Regions from separate parts of the Mus musculus genome. Here all the other regions are linked to region 1. A link is a contact called in public Hi-C, HiChIP or PLAC-seq and promoter capture Hi-C data. All regions are on one chromosome and are shown on one strand. Each heading gives the region's core, a stretch centred on a gene start, on an enhancer-like site or on the middle of the called end of the contact. The rest is flanking DNA. Distances are from core to core; before and after follow the strand shown.

Evidence for each region. Promoter capture Hi-C pulls out the DNA fragments that hold promoters and counts their contacts. A called contact is a pair of places that touch in the nucleus more often than the background predicts. HiChIP or PLAC-seq counts read pairs in DNA pulled down with a chosen protein or histone mark.
Region 2: a promoter capture Hi-C map of embryonic stem cells shows a contact between it and region 1, with 3 times the contacts expected there. The contact joins the promoter of Zfp3 here to the promoter of Pimreg in region 1. A contact is called at or near these places in 2 of 39 promoter capture datasets (embryonic stem cells and hippocampal neurons).
Region 3: a Hi-C map of B cells shows a contact between it and region 1, with 11 read pairs. The contact joins the promoter of Shpk here to the promoter of Pimreg in region 1. A contact is called at or near these places in 1 of 39 promoter capture datasets (pre-B cells), 1 of 484 Hi-C or Micro-C datasets (B cells) and 2 of 9 other capture datasets (adipose tissue and liver).
Region 4: a contact with region 1 is called in an H3K27ac HiChIP or PLAC-seq map of embryonic stem cells, with 7 times the contacts expected there. The contact joins the promoter of Mis12 here to the promoter of Pimreg in region 1. A contact is called at or near these places in 15 of 39 promoter capture datasets (the 3T3-L1 cell line, the HPC-7 cell line, cranial neural crest and 9 more), 1 of 15 datasets of contacts at CTCF or cohesin (pro-B cells), 13 of 484 Hi-C or Micro-C datasets (B cells, CD4 T cells, the HL-1 cell line and 7 more), 14 of 115 datasets of contacts at active chromatin or transcription factors (the 230-238 cell line, astrocytes, bone marrow-derived macrophages and 8 more) and 2 of 9 other capture datasets (adipose tissue and embryonic stem cells).
Region 5: a contact with region 1 is called in a promoter capture Hi-C map of pre-B cells, with 3 times the contacts expected there. The contact joins the promoter of Ncbp3 here to the promoter of Pimreg in region 1. A contact is called at or near these places in 1 of 39 promoter capture datasets (pre-B cells) and 1 of 115 datasets of contacts at active chromatin or transcription factors (pancreatic cancer cells).

The regions. Positions count from the first base shown.
Region 1 is chr11:72,041,221-72,043,773 of GRCm38.p6, forward strand. It overlaps Pimreg (PICALM interacting mitotic regulator), which reads left to right and starts at 1,282. Exons shown (of 6, transcript NM_144526.3): 1 at 1,282-1,314; 2 at 1,797-2,117. The coding sequence starts at 1,830. It also overlaps a transcript of Aipl1 not described here.
Region 2 is chr11:70,763,159-70,765,711 of GRCm38.p6, forward strand. Zfp3 (zinc finger protein 3) reads left to right here and starts at 1,289. Exons shown (of 2, transcript NM_177565.3): 1 at 1,289-1,391.
Region 3 is chr11:73,198,199-73,200,751 of GRCm38.p6, forward strand. It overlaps Shpk (sedoheptulokinase), which reads left to right and starts at 1,284. Exons shown (of 7, transcript NM_029031.3): 1 at 1,284-1,482. The coding sequence starts at 1,321. Ctns (cystinosis, nephropathic) reads right to left here and starts at 821. Exons shown (of 11, transcript NM_031251.4): 1 at 720-821.
Region 4 is chr11:71,018,323-71,020,875 of GRCm38.p6, forward strand. It overlaps Mis12 (MIS12 kinetochore complex component), which reads left to right and starts at 1,289. Exons shown (of 3, transcript NM_025993.3): 1 at 1,289-1,867. It overlaps Derl2 (Der1-like domain family, member 2), which reads right to left and starts at 981. Exons shown (of 7, transcript NM_033562.4): 1 at 822-981; 2 at 1-55. The coding sequence starts at 914.
Region 5 is chr11:73,046,597-73,049,149 of GRCm38.p6, forward strand. It overlaps Ncbp3 (nuclear cap binding subunit 3), which reads left to right and starts at 1,271. Exons shown (of 13, transcript NM_025818.3): 1 at 1,271-1,486. The coding sequence starts at 1,304.

The DNA.
Region 1 (2,553 bases), core at 32-2,531:
AGTGAAGTGTACGGCCAGTCTCTCCACACCCCAGCTACCTCACAGAGCTGCAGAGCACTGGGGATAAACTGGGCTTGCTGATAGAAAGGGAGTGTTTGCAAGTGCTACACACAAATCAACCATTATTATTATAGGGGGTTGGGAGGTAAACACTGAGGTCAGGAGAGGGTCAGACAATCCTGACACCAGGAAGAGGCCTGAAGAGTCTCTAGGAGTCTCACTCCAGGCTGAGGAAAGGAGAGAGGAGGGAGAAGAGAAATTCTTTTTTGAGGACCGATAAGAAGGCCCCATTGTGGTGGCACGCCAGGCCCCTTGATTTCAATCTTGGGGAGGCTGAGTGTGGCCAGTTAGAACCAACCACCTCTAACTCCAGCTCCAGAGGGTCTGACTTCCTCTTCTGTGTCGCCACCACGCCACCCCACAGGCATTTACATGCACAGAGACATATAATTAAAAATAAAAATATTTTTTTTAAAAAAAGTCAAAACCATAAAAATGAAAGCATGGGAGAAAGTGACCCAGCCTGGGTTGCTGTTGTTTGTCGTCGTCGTCTTTGTTTCTTGTTTTGTTTTTTTAGCTTGCTGGCAGACTACAGGAAAGAAAGATTGAAAGATGCGTAGAGCAAGACCCGGCAGAGGAACTGACCTAACTGTGGAGAGGGTGATCTACAGTCTGTCCCCTCCTCTGAGATGTGCTTTCTTGGGCGCCGCCAGCAGGGTGTTTGTTTGAGGAACAGACAGGGGCAGGGCCATCTCGCAGGAAGGAAGAGAATTACGCGGGGAATTTGAAACAAAACTTCCCAGGGATCGCAAAGCTCGGCAGTCCCAGCCTATCGCTTTGACAAAACTACTTATCGTGGGAGAGAAGTTAGGCGGGGTGAAGGACTGAAAGGGGCGCGTGCCCTGGGTGGCGGTGACCTGAACCCCCGCAGCATCCTGCACCCTGACCTGCATGCTTGAAGAAGAGAGCTTGGGAGAACGATGGACTAGGCGCGGTCGCCTGGGACCAAGCAGCCGGGATGTAGGGAGGCGGGCTGGTCGGTAACAGTGATCCGGTGGCGACCTGGACCCCTCTGCGGCGAGCCAGGTGGGGGGTCTACGAACGATGTATGGGCGTGGCCAGGCCAATCCCAAAGCAGGATTTACAGTCACGAGAGAAAAAGACCAATCGAAATCCGGGGCGGCGGTGGTGGATGGCTGATAGGGCCAATGGGCTGCAAGCGCCGGGGCGGGGCGGGGCCGCGCGGAGTTTCAAATCGGCTGCGGTGGGCTAGGAGAGGGTGTTGATCTTCGGGTCCGGGTATCGAGCAGGGAGGTGAGCATGCGGGGTTACCGAGGGGCTTAAGGAGGGGGGTGGGGGACGGTCTCACGGGGAGCTCTGAATGGGGAACGGGTCAGGAGCTCTGGATAGGACCCACAAGACAAAGGGAATGTCTAGGAGTTGCAAACGCCCCATCGGATCCGAGGCCTTGGCTGGATTGCTAAATCTGCTCCGGAGAGGAAAATTTGTGAAAACAGCATACTGCTGGTGCCCTGCGTAAGCGCCGAGGCTCCGTGACCTGTGTGCCACTCCACTTAGCCTATGGGGAATAGGCTAGGATGGAAAGACGGACAAATTGCCGCCTTGCAACGGAGGCAGCTGCTGACCATGATGCCATTGGTCATCTTTCTGGCATCCACAATTGCCCAACAGGCCTACCCCGCGAGGTTCCACTTCATCTCTTTCCCAGTTCCCAAGGTCCCTGGAGCCTTGGAATGGGGTCAGGGAGTACTTTGATGACCTTTTGACCTCCCCAGGATCTAGCGGGCAGCGGAAACTGGACCAAGCACATGGCGTCTCAGTGGCAGGGCATGAGGACCTCTGTGCGCAGACGATCACTCCTAAAGGAGGAACAGCTAGAGAAGAAGGAGGTGACCCGGTCTGCTGGGGGTCATCCGGAGACCGGTCCCTTGGGCTCCCTGTGCAGACAATTCCAAAGGAGGCTGCCTCTGAGAGCGGTCAGCCTGAACCTCGGTAACGGCCCCTCCTGGAAACGCCTGGAAAGTCCAGAGCCAGAGCAGCAAGGTCTTCAGGCTGCAGCTCGCTCAGCCAAAAGCGCCTTGGGTGCCATGTCCCAGGTAACAATGACACCACCAGCCGTCTGTTTACAGAAGCGTCCTTGGTGTTGACTGTCCCTATCCTCAGGGAGACCCCAGGAATATAGACTCCATGGGGTCTTGGGGTTTGATTAGGTTCTTGCCATTTTCCCAGAACCCCGGTCATTCTGGCACATAATAGTTTCCCAACAAATCAGTAGGTGAATAAAGTCATGGAAGAAATTGGTGTTCCCCATGCAAGGTGACCTGCCATGTCCTGTGATAGAAAATTGCAGGAAATGGCTATCTATAAAGAGATACCAGTCTCAAGCTTAGTGGATAAAGACTTCCTAGAATAGGTGACTCTTCCAAGATCACTCAGGAAAGGGGAGGTGTATGTAGGCACAGGGCCAGTGGGATGCTGTGAGTGAGTCCAGCGTGGATGCTGAAGAGAAGAGTCCCCAGTGTGAAGCTAAGC
Region 2 (2,553 bases), core at 39-2,538, 1.3 Mb before region 1:
CCTTTGGGAATAGTCATGTGTATTCTGCACTGTTATATTTTGGAGCATCGGGATTACAGTTGCTCATGGGCTCTGGGGATTCGAACTCAGGTCCTTCCACTGCATGGCAAGTGCTTTAACTCCATGAGTCATCTCCCCAGCCCTTACCTCAGAACTAGTTACTCAAAACTAGTTACCCCCCCTGCCTTTTCTTCAAATGTCTTGTTTTTATTTCATTTATTTATTTTGTTTAACAGTACTAGGGGTTGAATTTAGGGCCTACCTAGCACATTCCAGGCAAGTGCTCGACCTCTAAGCCACACCCCCAGCCTCCTTTGCCTTTTCTCGGTTCAGATCTCCTTGTTTAGGTCTATTACAAAGACCATGGCTTCAGAAAAGACCTGATTCCTTACAAATGTTGCTTCAAACTGCACCACCTTCCCAGATAGCAACTGGAAGGAAGGACTGTTCAGTCTTATTTGTATCTAATGTTCACCTCTGGACCAGTCAGAAGGAAGGGGATAATGTGATTAGTCAAGCCAGGGCCACCACTGAGCATAATTAATTCAAGGCCAGTCCTAACTGCCTCAACCTCTCCCTCCCCCACACAGAGATCTACTTCACTGGGCTTGGTTGCTCACTTCAGCAGTTGGAAGGCTGAGGCAGGAGGATCACCACATTCATAGTCACATACGTGCTGTGCTAAAAGACCAAATTTATTCAAGAAGAGAGAAAGGCCAGCAAATAGTGCAGTTCCCATTGCCTGCGGAAAACGGAAATCACACTCAACCTTGAGTTTTTTGTCAAAGCATCACTCCCTGAAGCCTTCCTGACCTCAAAGCAGGCCTCCCCTCCCCCCTCGCTCCTAGAAGATGACAGGCGCACCCTAAATCTAGGAACCGGAGTTGACAGACTCTTGGAAAGCGGGAGGTGAGGCACAAACGCGGCTGCTCGACACGTCCCCGCGGGAAGCGTGGCGGAGTTTCGAGTTTTCCAGCCCACGGAAACGTCAGGGGCGCGCAGAGCGGCTGCTGCGGGGCGGAAGTGCATCCCCGGGGCCCGTCTAGGAAACCGGGAGGACCCTGCGCGTCAGTGGTCAAGGGACACAGTGGGTTTCGCGAGGTGCATGGGACATTCCAGCTAGCCGACCGGCCCTGTCCGACCGGGCGAAGATGGGGTGAATGTGGGCGAGAACGGCAGACGGGAAAGCTGAGACGGGCATGGGGGCGTGGGCTCGCTGGCCACCTGTTCCTCCCGCGAGTGCGGCTCGCGCGGATTGGCCGCAGTGCGCCCGGTACCGGAAGTGGCCGGCGTGGGTCGCCCGTGACACCAGACAACAGCTGCGGTTCTGTGCGCGCCGCGGTGCAGCGCCTCGGGCCCGGCGGAGGGAGCGTGGGCGGCATCCGCCAGCGGTGAGGCCTCTCTGGTTCCGTCGTGCCCGGGGGAGGAGGGCGCGGGGCTCCCGGCCTGGAGCTGGAGTTCTGACTGTAGGCCCGCCCCTGACTCGGGTTTGCTGTGTGACCTTGGACTTTATGGCATCGGGGGCTCCTACTCATTTGCACACGGAGAGGGTGGAGCCTGGGCACTGTCAGGGGCCCGATCCTAATTCTGCTTGCAGGCCTTGTCAGCCAGGGAAACTGGAGAAGCAGGCTCCGACACGGGCATGCCAAAGACCTATGCCTATTTTTCTTCTCTCTCTCTCTCTCTCTCATTTCATTCTCTAAGTATACTGCTAGAACGAATAGCAGGCAAAAATTGGGGGCCCCGTGGCATGTTGTGACCTGTGCTGGCAGGCAGGACATTGGCTTACTAAGGTTAAAGAAAGATGATAGAATTGGGACTAAAGAGAAGACACAGTAGTTCTTGCTGCTCTTCCAGAAGACCCTAGTTTGGTTCCCAGAACTCAAATCAGGCGCCTCGTATCATCTGTAACTCATGTGCACACACATCTATAACTCTGTAGCAACACACAACTACACATAGTTAAGAATAATAATAATAATCATAAATGAGACTGAATTGAGCACAGAATTGACAGAGTTCCCTTGATCCTGGATACCAAAGGAGGAAGATAAATAGTGTCTTGGGAGAAAGAACTTTTCTTGTTGTTGCCTTAGTTTGACTTTTTTTTTTTTTTTTGAGATAGGGTCTCCCTACATATCTCTGGCTAGTCTTGAACTCACTAGGTAGATCAGGTTGACTTAAGACTTTCAGAGATCCATCTGCTTCTGTCTTCCATGTGCTGATATTAAAGGTGTGGGTCATCGTGCTCGGCTAAGAACTTATTTTTATAAAACGTTGATACCAGTTATCTGTCAGACACTGCTCTGGTCTCTTTAGGGACAATGGTGAATGGAATCTTCAATTAACCTTTAAAACAACTGCAGACATTCACCCAGATAGCTCAGAAACCTCACTTAATGTTTTCCAGGTATCAGAAATGTGCTAAGCACTGAGGTTAACAAGATGAGTAGAATGTCATCCTTGGTCACATTGTAGAACAGTGGTGCTCAGCCTGTGAGGTGCAACCCCTCTGAGACTTGAATATCCCCTTTACAATATATACACTACCAC
Region 3 (2,553 bases), core at 34-2,533, 1.2 Mb after region 1:
TTGTATGATTCTGGAATACTTATTAACCTATGTTTCTTAATGGGGAAACAGGGACAGTGGTAGTTACACCACAGGATTATAGTGAGATGAAATACAAGGCATACATTCTCAAAGGGGCTAAAATAGGCTCTGGAGGTCTGAAAAAATAGCTGTAATAATTGCTTATCTCTCTCCCAAACGTCATAATAAAAAAAAATAGAGCTTACCAGCTGTATTAAAAGTTTGAGGTGGATTGGTAAGATAACAAAAAGTTGAGAAACAATGAGGTAATGTTATTACTATTACCACCCAGGGCTCCCAGCAAGCTCTCACAGAGCATAGATTGTTATTTTCCTCAATATTATTGAAAAAGGCAAGATCCAGGTACCCTCTCATTCTCTGGGAGAATCAACACGAGCTCCTGGAATGGTCCTAGCAGAATTTACCCCCAACCCCAAGTTACCTACCTGCACATTCCTAAGCCAGATTCAGGCGGCGCCACATACTGAATAGTGCCACCAACACCAGCTGTCAGTCGGTGTCCGTGCTTTTGCTCACCAACACCCTGGCCCTAAAACCTAGAGATGTGCGGGCCTGGGTTGGGGCCAGAAGCTAGAAACCCAGGCGCTGCCCCTCTGGTAGCGTAGGTTGCCCCTCTGAGGTGCGGGGCTAATGTCTGTTGGGGTGGGTGGTGTCATACCAGAAAAGGGGGTAGCTGTCCCGGTCGCGATGGTTCTCACCTGACAGCTTCCCAGGCTTGGTGGACAGACCTCACCAAAAGCAACAATCTCGCACCAGAAACCGCTTAGGAGTGTAAGGACTCTCTGAGCTCCGCCGACTTTGTGTGAAAGAGGGGCCAGCTGTCACCTGACCTGAACCACCTGACTTGAAGCCGCGAGCCCTGTGCAAGGAGCTCTGGAAGTTGTAGTTTTCACGAATACAGGAGGATAACGCTTGGTAGGGGTGAGGGAAGGGTGGAAGGGCGGAAGAGCATAGGCACCTTGGCAGGGACAGGGGCTCGGATGTGAGGGGCGATCTAGTCTCTTGTAGGGGAAGCAGGGTTCTCGAAGTCTCTGTTGTCTCCTTGAAGCCCTGTGCTCCCTGGTGAAGACCCTGGGACCCCAGGCACTGTCCCGGAACCTCTGACCAATAGATCCCGCCTTCTGTCGTCTCTCCACCTATCACCGGAGGCCGCTGTGGGGAGCGCGTGGTGTTTGCTTTCCTCGACCAATAGAAGTGGTTAAAAGATTGACAAGGAAGCTCCGCCCCCTTACTGCCCTCCAGAGTGAAGTGTTCCCCGGCGTGCGGTTCAAGCCACCGAGCTGTGCTGTCACCACTGCCATGGCTTCGCGACCTGTCACTCTCGGTATCGACTTGGGCACCACGTCCGTGAAGGCCGCCCTATTGGAGGCTGCACCCAGCCTCCCATCCGGGTTCGTGGTGCTGGCGAGCTGCGCCCGGGCTGCGAGGGCAGAGACTGAGAGCGCGGTGGCCGGGCCCCAGGTGAGGCAGAGCCCTGGAGCTGCCGCCCCGGGACGACCCTGGGGGCATCTCGGGCAACACCTTCCCGCGAAGAAGTACCCGTGATTGCCCAGTCTGTCGGACCTCCAAGGCCTGCTGCCCTTTCCTCTAGGGCTTCAAAGCCTGCTGCAGCTCAAGCTAAGCCGTTAGATTTTGCCCAGGGAGCTTTCCCACCTGCTGGCACCGATCTTCCCGCTCTCCGGCTTTTCTGGGGCCCCTGACCATGGCGCTGGATCCCTCTACTATCCGCCCATCACTTTTTGTACTTTGCGCCGAGAGGACTTGCTTTCAAAGTGATAACCACAGGCCTGACTATCACGCTCGCCACTCATGACCCTGTGCCCTCTAGTTCAGGCATCATTTCCGACCCCACCCCCTAGGCAGGTTGTGCTCTGGAAATGAGACGTAGCGTTAGGCTTACCTCATGCCTTTGAAGTTCAAGTAAACTGATAATTTCACTTGGTTACTCAAAGAATTCCAGCCCCTGCTGAGCATCTCTGGAGGAAAGTTGTCAGAGCAGGTGGGGAGACACTGAGATAAGCTGATGAACATTTTAGAAAAGAATCAGACTGATGATTATACGCTGCAACCACTGGCTTTTGAAAACTAGAAGATAGAAAAGTACATCTCCAGGGGTCCACAGGATGGCTCAGCAGTAATAGCAATTGCTGAGTGAGCCTGGTCACCTGAATTCTACCTTCAGAACCTACCATGGAAGGAAAGAACTGACTTTTGAAAAGCTGCCCCCTGACTGCCACATGTGCCCCATGACGGGCACACATGTTTGTGTGCACACACACATACATGTATACACATATATACACACACTATATAAATATATACACATACATATTCACACATATATACACACACATATATACTATGTATGTTCACACACATACAGTATATATACACACACACATACATTCATATATATACATATACATACACACACACACACACACACATATATATATATACACACACACACACACTACACACACACACACACACACATATATATATATATATATATATACACACACACACACA
Region 4 (2,553 bases), core at 39-2,538, 1.0 Mb before region 1:
TAAAAATTAATTCAGGATTGAAGTATAACTGAAAAGGTGTGATCAATTCCAACTGCTGAAATGGAAAAAGAGCTTCTTGAAGCCGATCAACCGCAAAACAAAATTTCATCATGAACCACGAAGGATGAGTAGATCTAATCATTTCTGTCCCTTGGAATACATTTCTGTCTTGCTTGTGACAGCTGGTAAGAGATTCTTTAGAATTTGCACAACCGTTTTGTATAAACACACAATGTCAGTTTGATGTTGCAATATTTGAGGATGCTATAAGGCAGGCGGGTGAGCATATTTTAGAGACAAGCCAACAGCATCTTTTACAAATCTGTGCGTCACGTGGTCACCACCTCAGCTAGGTGAGACAACTCGGAATAAGGGGTTTAACTAAGACCCTGCTACCATTAGGGATAGGTACAAGCGGCCAGACACTTATATCCATAGGCCGTCTTTTGAAAGATGTTTCCAGATAGCTCGAGATTTCTATACTCAATATAATAGTCTGTGAACCTAGCGGACCTCACTCCCACTAGTCACCTGGACCTCTCAGACACATTTTTGGGTGGGCGGCTCCCGCACTTCTGATTCACTACAGGTCTGGATTTCATTTGTCTGAAACTGACCTGGCCCTTCACGAAGGGGCACACCCTTCTCAGGTCACTGGCTTGGCACCCTTGGGAATATCCCAAACCCTAGAGTCAGCTCCGGATGTCTCCACCCACCCCTGGGACCAGACCCACTGGGCTTCTCCGCGGCCCAAACCCGTTTTCTGAAGACGCAGTCATAGCTAGCCTGGAAAAAGAGGATGTGGCGCCACAGCTGCTCACCACGGCCGCGGTGGTGAGGACGCAGGCGGTAGTATAGGCGCGGCTGACCGGCGGGATCTGCAGGTACTCCAGCCGGAGGCTCTGGTACGCCATCTTTCCCACCGCGCCTGCCCCCCTTCCCCTTCCGCCAGTATGCCAGGCGGCGGGGCGGACTCAAAGCTGGCCTTCAGCCTACCCACTCCTGTCCAATCAGCGCTGCGTACTCGGACAGCCACCAATCGCTGGCGCCTTGGGGCCGCTCACCCACCAATCAAGAGTTGCGCCTCTGCGTCGGTCCATCCTTACTTCTCCGCCTACCAACGCAGAGAGAAGGACCAGTTCCGTCCGCCAATCCCTGCCGGCCACAGCTAGCTTTCCCTCCTTGTCGCCTTCCTTTTACCAATCGCAGTGGCTCCTTTTGACCCACGGCTAGCCAATCAGGAGTGCGATCCAGCCCGCCTTGGCGTTCGTTCGCAGAGGCAGGTCTCAGTCGATTCGGAGGAGCCGGTGTTACCGCCTTCTTCCAGCCGCTGAGTGTAGCTTGAAGGAAGTGGCGGGAAGCCGGTGTGGGGCGGAATCCATCACTCCCGGGATCGCTTCGGTAGGGGCTGTGTGCTCTCCGAGGAGGAGCGGAAAGGGCGGGACCGAGGAGTGGCGTCGGGGCGGCGGAGCGTTCTGTAGGGAATCCCTCCGGTCTGGCCGGCCTGGGTACGGAGACCTAGAGTTCCCGGCATGCATCGCGGCCGCGGGGTAGTACGGGAGCTGGAGCTGAAGGAAGCGCTTCCCGTTCTGCGGTTTCTGGGCCTTGTCTGTGGCGGTCGTAGGCTCTGAAGTCCATTACATTCGTCGAGACGGTGTGAGGACCTCTCATGTTTATCTTCAGCCGCAGGAACTCTAATCTAGCAGAGAAGAGACGGTAGATGAAGGGAAAGCGGAGGCGGTTCTTCAGGGATGTGTATTCGAACTGGCTCTGGAATCTGCGCCTACTGCATGCTTACTTGAAGGAAAGAAAATAGAATTAGATTGGGCTGGAGCAAAGACTATCCTGACCGTGGCAGACGTGTTCAGTAAGTTATAAAGAAGCTTTAAAAATTGTGGGACAAAAAAATGCGACCGTCAAGACTGGTAGGAACCAAGTAAAAAGTTGGAGAGAATGGCATTTAGAAGGAAGACTAGAAAGCTGAAAGTAGTTGAACCGACCTGTGGCTCCTAGCCACTCTGAAGGCTGAAGCCAGAGGATTTGTTCCATCCTGAAGTTCTAGGCCAGTGTGGACAACGTAGAATGGGAGCAAACACTGGGGAGTGGTCTTAGCAACTTGTTGGTAAAACTGCATCTTTATAGCTACTGCCTCATTATAGCATTGGCAGTGTCCAACAGAGAAAAGGCAACATTGGAACTTTTCTCAAAACTGGAAGTTTGGATGTAGGTATTTGGTTATGTAATCATGGCGCATCAATCCAGGAATGGTGAAAACTTGGAGGCAAAGTTAGAGTGCAAACTTAAGAGAATTATAGGGTGCAAGTGGTCAGTTGATTGGGTAATTTGTAACAGATGACCAATCTATTCAGATAATGAAAATACAGTCTTTAGGAAAGTCATCTCAATAGAAACAACATATGTGAAGGTGGAAGGTGGAGGTAGTTTCAGTGTCCAAACAGTATGCGAAGCCATATGGTCTTAGTCTTCAAAATACAGTGTGGGTCTGGGAATCTCGTGCTAGAGTGCGTACTGGTATGTACAAAGGCCCTGGGA
Region 5 (2,553 bases), core at 21-2,520, 1.0 Mb after region 1:
AAAATACAATCCATTGTTTTAACCCAATTTTGTACTTTGCATTGCAATCAATTGATGGTACCATTCTAAGGAATTCCATCTTGTTTGTCCCATGGTACAGACCCATTTCAAGAAAAGCTTGGATGTACAGTATCACCTCTTTTGGATCTTACAGCCGCACATAACTAGCTCATTCGGTCCTTATATTCTTCTGTGGAGGTGTGTCACTGTTCTATGTTCTGATGAAGGAACTGAGGTTCCGTGCCATGCCCAAAGTGACCTAGTGTATCTGAGTCTTGTGATTTTTTTTTCTGTTTTAGAATGATTTGCCTTTCTCTGAAAAGATTTTTAGGGGCTCAGATATATGGTCTTACCTATTCCTGGTTCAGATTGGGAGATAGGTCTAGAAAGGGCTAACTAAATATGACACAGGAGGAGACACAAAATCAGGACTCATGACAGACAAGAAGTCCCTTCTTCAAGTCTGAACAAGCCTTTCCTCTTTCCCAGCCAGACTCTTACTAGGAACATTTGCAGGAAATCTTGCTTGTGAGTCTCTGATGAGTAGAGCTCCCAGAAGTGACAAAATGGGTCTAAGCTCTGGTTCTGCCCTTTGGGTAGGTCACTGTGATCTTGAAGCACCCCTCTTCCCCTTTTAAGATAGGATCTTCTGTAGTTTAGGCTGGCCTCAAACTAGCAATTGCCCCTTGGTGTAATTGGGGGATAACCTTCAGCCCCTAGTCCTCCTGCCTCTATCTCCCAAGTGCTGGGAATACAATCGTGTACCATCCCTTTCCAGTTTAAATGTAGGCAGGGTTTTACCTTGGATCCCTGGATGGCCTGGAACTTAGAGATGTGCCTGCCTCTGACTCCTGACTGCTGGGATTATAGGCATGTAACCCCTACACTGGGCCCTAGTTTAAAATTTTGACCACATAATATGGCTCAATTACTGGAAGACTTGACAGAGCCAAAGCTTACTACGGAAATAACTTTGTAAACGCTCAGATTGCCTAGATGATAGATCGCGGTAACCGCTCAGCAGTTCTTAGAAGTATAGTCCTCAAAGTGCAGGTATTTTGGAACCTCAGACGACGCTCCACCTCCATCACTGCTTCGTCCCGCCCCCTACCCCGCGAAGTCCCGCCCCAAGCCGGCCCCAGGTTCCTAGGTCACCAAGGGGGCGCCAGAGATAAGGACAGCTTTCTGGTAGAAACAGACGACGCTCTAGGTGATAGCGGTGCTCCTCTGTGGTCATCGGCGACGGCGCTCTAGGCGGCGGGAGTGAGGGGCGGGCTTTCGGTGGTGCGGCCGGCTGGCAGCTATGGCGGCCGTCCGCGGCCTGCGAGTGTCTGTGAAGGCGGAGGCCCCCGCTGGGCCGGCTTTGGGGCTTCCGTCGCCCGAGGTGGAGTCCGGTTTGGAGCGTGGCGAGCCGGAGCCCATGGAAGTGGAAGAAGGCGAGCTGGAAATCGTGCCGGTGCGGCGCTCCCTAAAGGAACTGCTCCCGGTACGGGCGAGAGGGGCGGGGGCTGAGGAGGTCGCCGGGCGGGTGTCCCTGGAGAGTCAGGGAAGGTGGCGGACGGCGGCACTGGCGCAAGTCCGGGAACGCGGGAAAGGGGCGCGAGCGCCGAAAGGCGGGGGCCGCGCATGACCCGGAGAGCGCCAGAGAGAAAGGACGCCGGGGCGCCCGGAAATGGGTGCAGAGAGCGCTGGAGAGGCGGGGGATCTCGGAGAGAGTTGGGGACACCCCTCTCGCTGCCCCTCGGTGGCCCCGAACGGAATCAGCTGTGTTTGGTTGGAGATAAAAAGGAGCCGCGGGCGGGAACAGAACCTGAATCAGCCCTCAAAGAAAGTGTTAGGTGCCGCCGGCATCCAGGTCTCCTGGTGGGTCCTCCTTCCCCGGCCGAGTTGGTGTCACTTAAACCAGCTCTCTTCGCTTGGGAGGGCTAGACCTGTCAAACAGCAGACACTCGTGTGTTGGTATTGTGGATGAGGGTCCTCACGTCCCCGCACCTTCACTGCGTCTACTCTCGGTGGTCCCAGCTTCTGACACACAGTGACATTTGATCTTTCTTTAACCACAGTGGGTCTGAGGAGTGTTTTGCCTGTGGTTTGGTAGTCACATGCCCCTTCTTAAAGCTGGTCTGAGGCCTGGATAGCTCGGTTTTCACATACAACGTGAACTCCCTGCGCCCCCTCCTTTAATTACATGATAGCAGCTTGGTTTTACATTTGAAGTTATGAGTGAAGGCTAAGGTAGTGATGACAAATGACAATACCTTTGGTGACAACATCTATAGGTTATAGTGGATAGTGTATAGGTCAGGTGTTATCCATTCAGTCAGTTTAACATGTTTATATCACACACCTCTCTGTGTGCTGGTGTAATCCTAGGTGCTTAAGAGCGAACTCCCTCTTGGTGTTGCCCTAGTAGGGGAGACAAGTAAATAGTTCCCTTTTGTATTAAGTGCTACAAAAACAAACACACACACACACACACACACACACACACACACACACACACACCCTGTTAATAGGATAAAAAGCACAGTGGCCAGGAGGGATGTGAAGCAG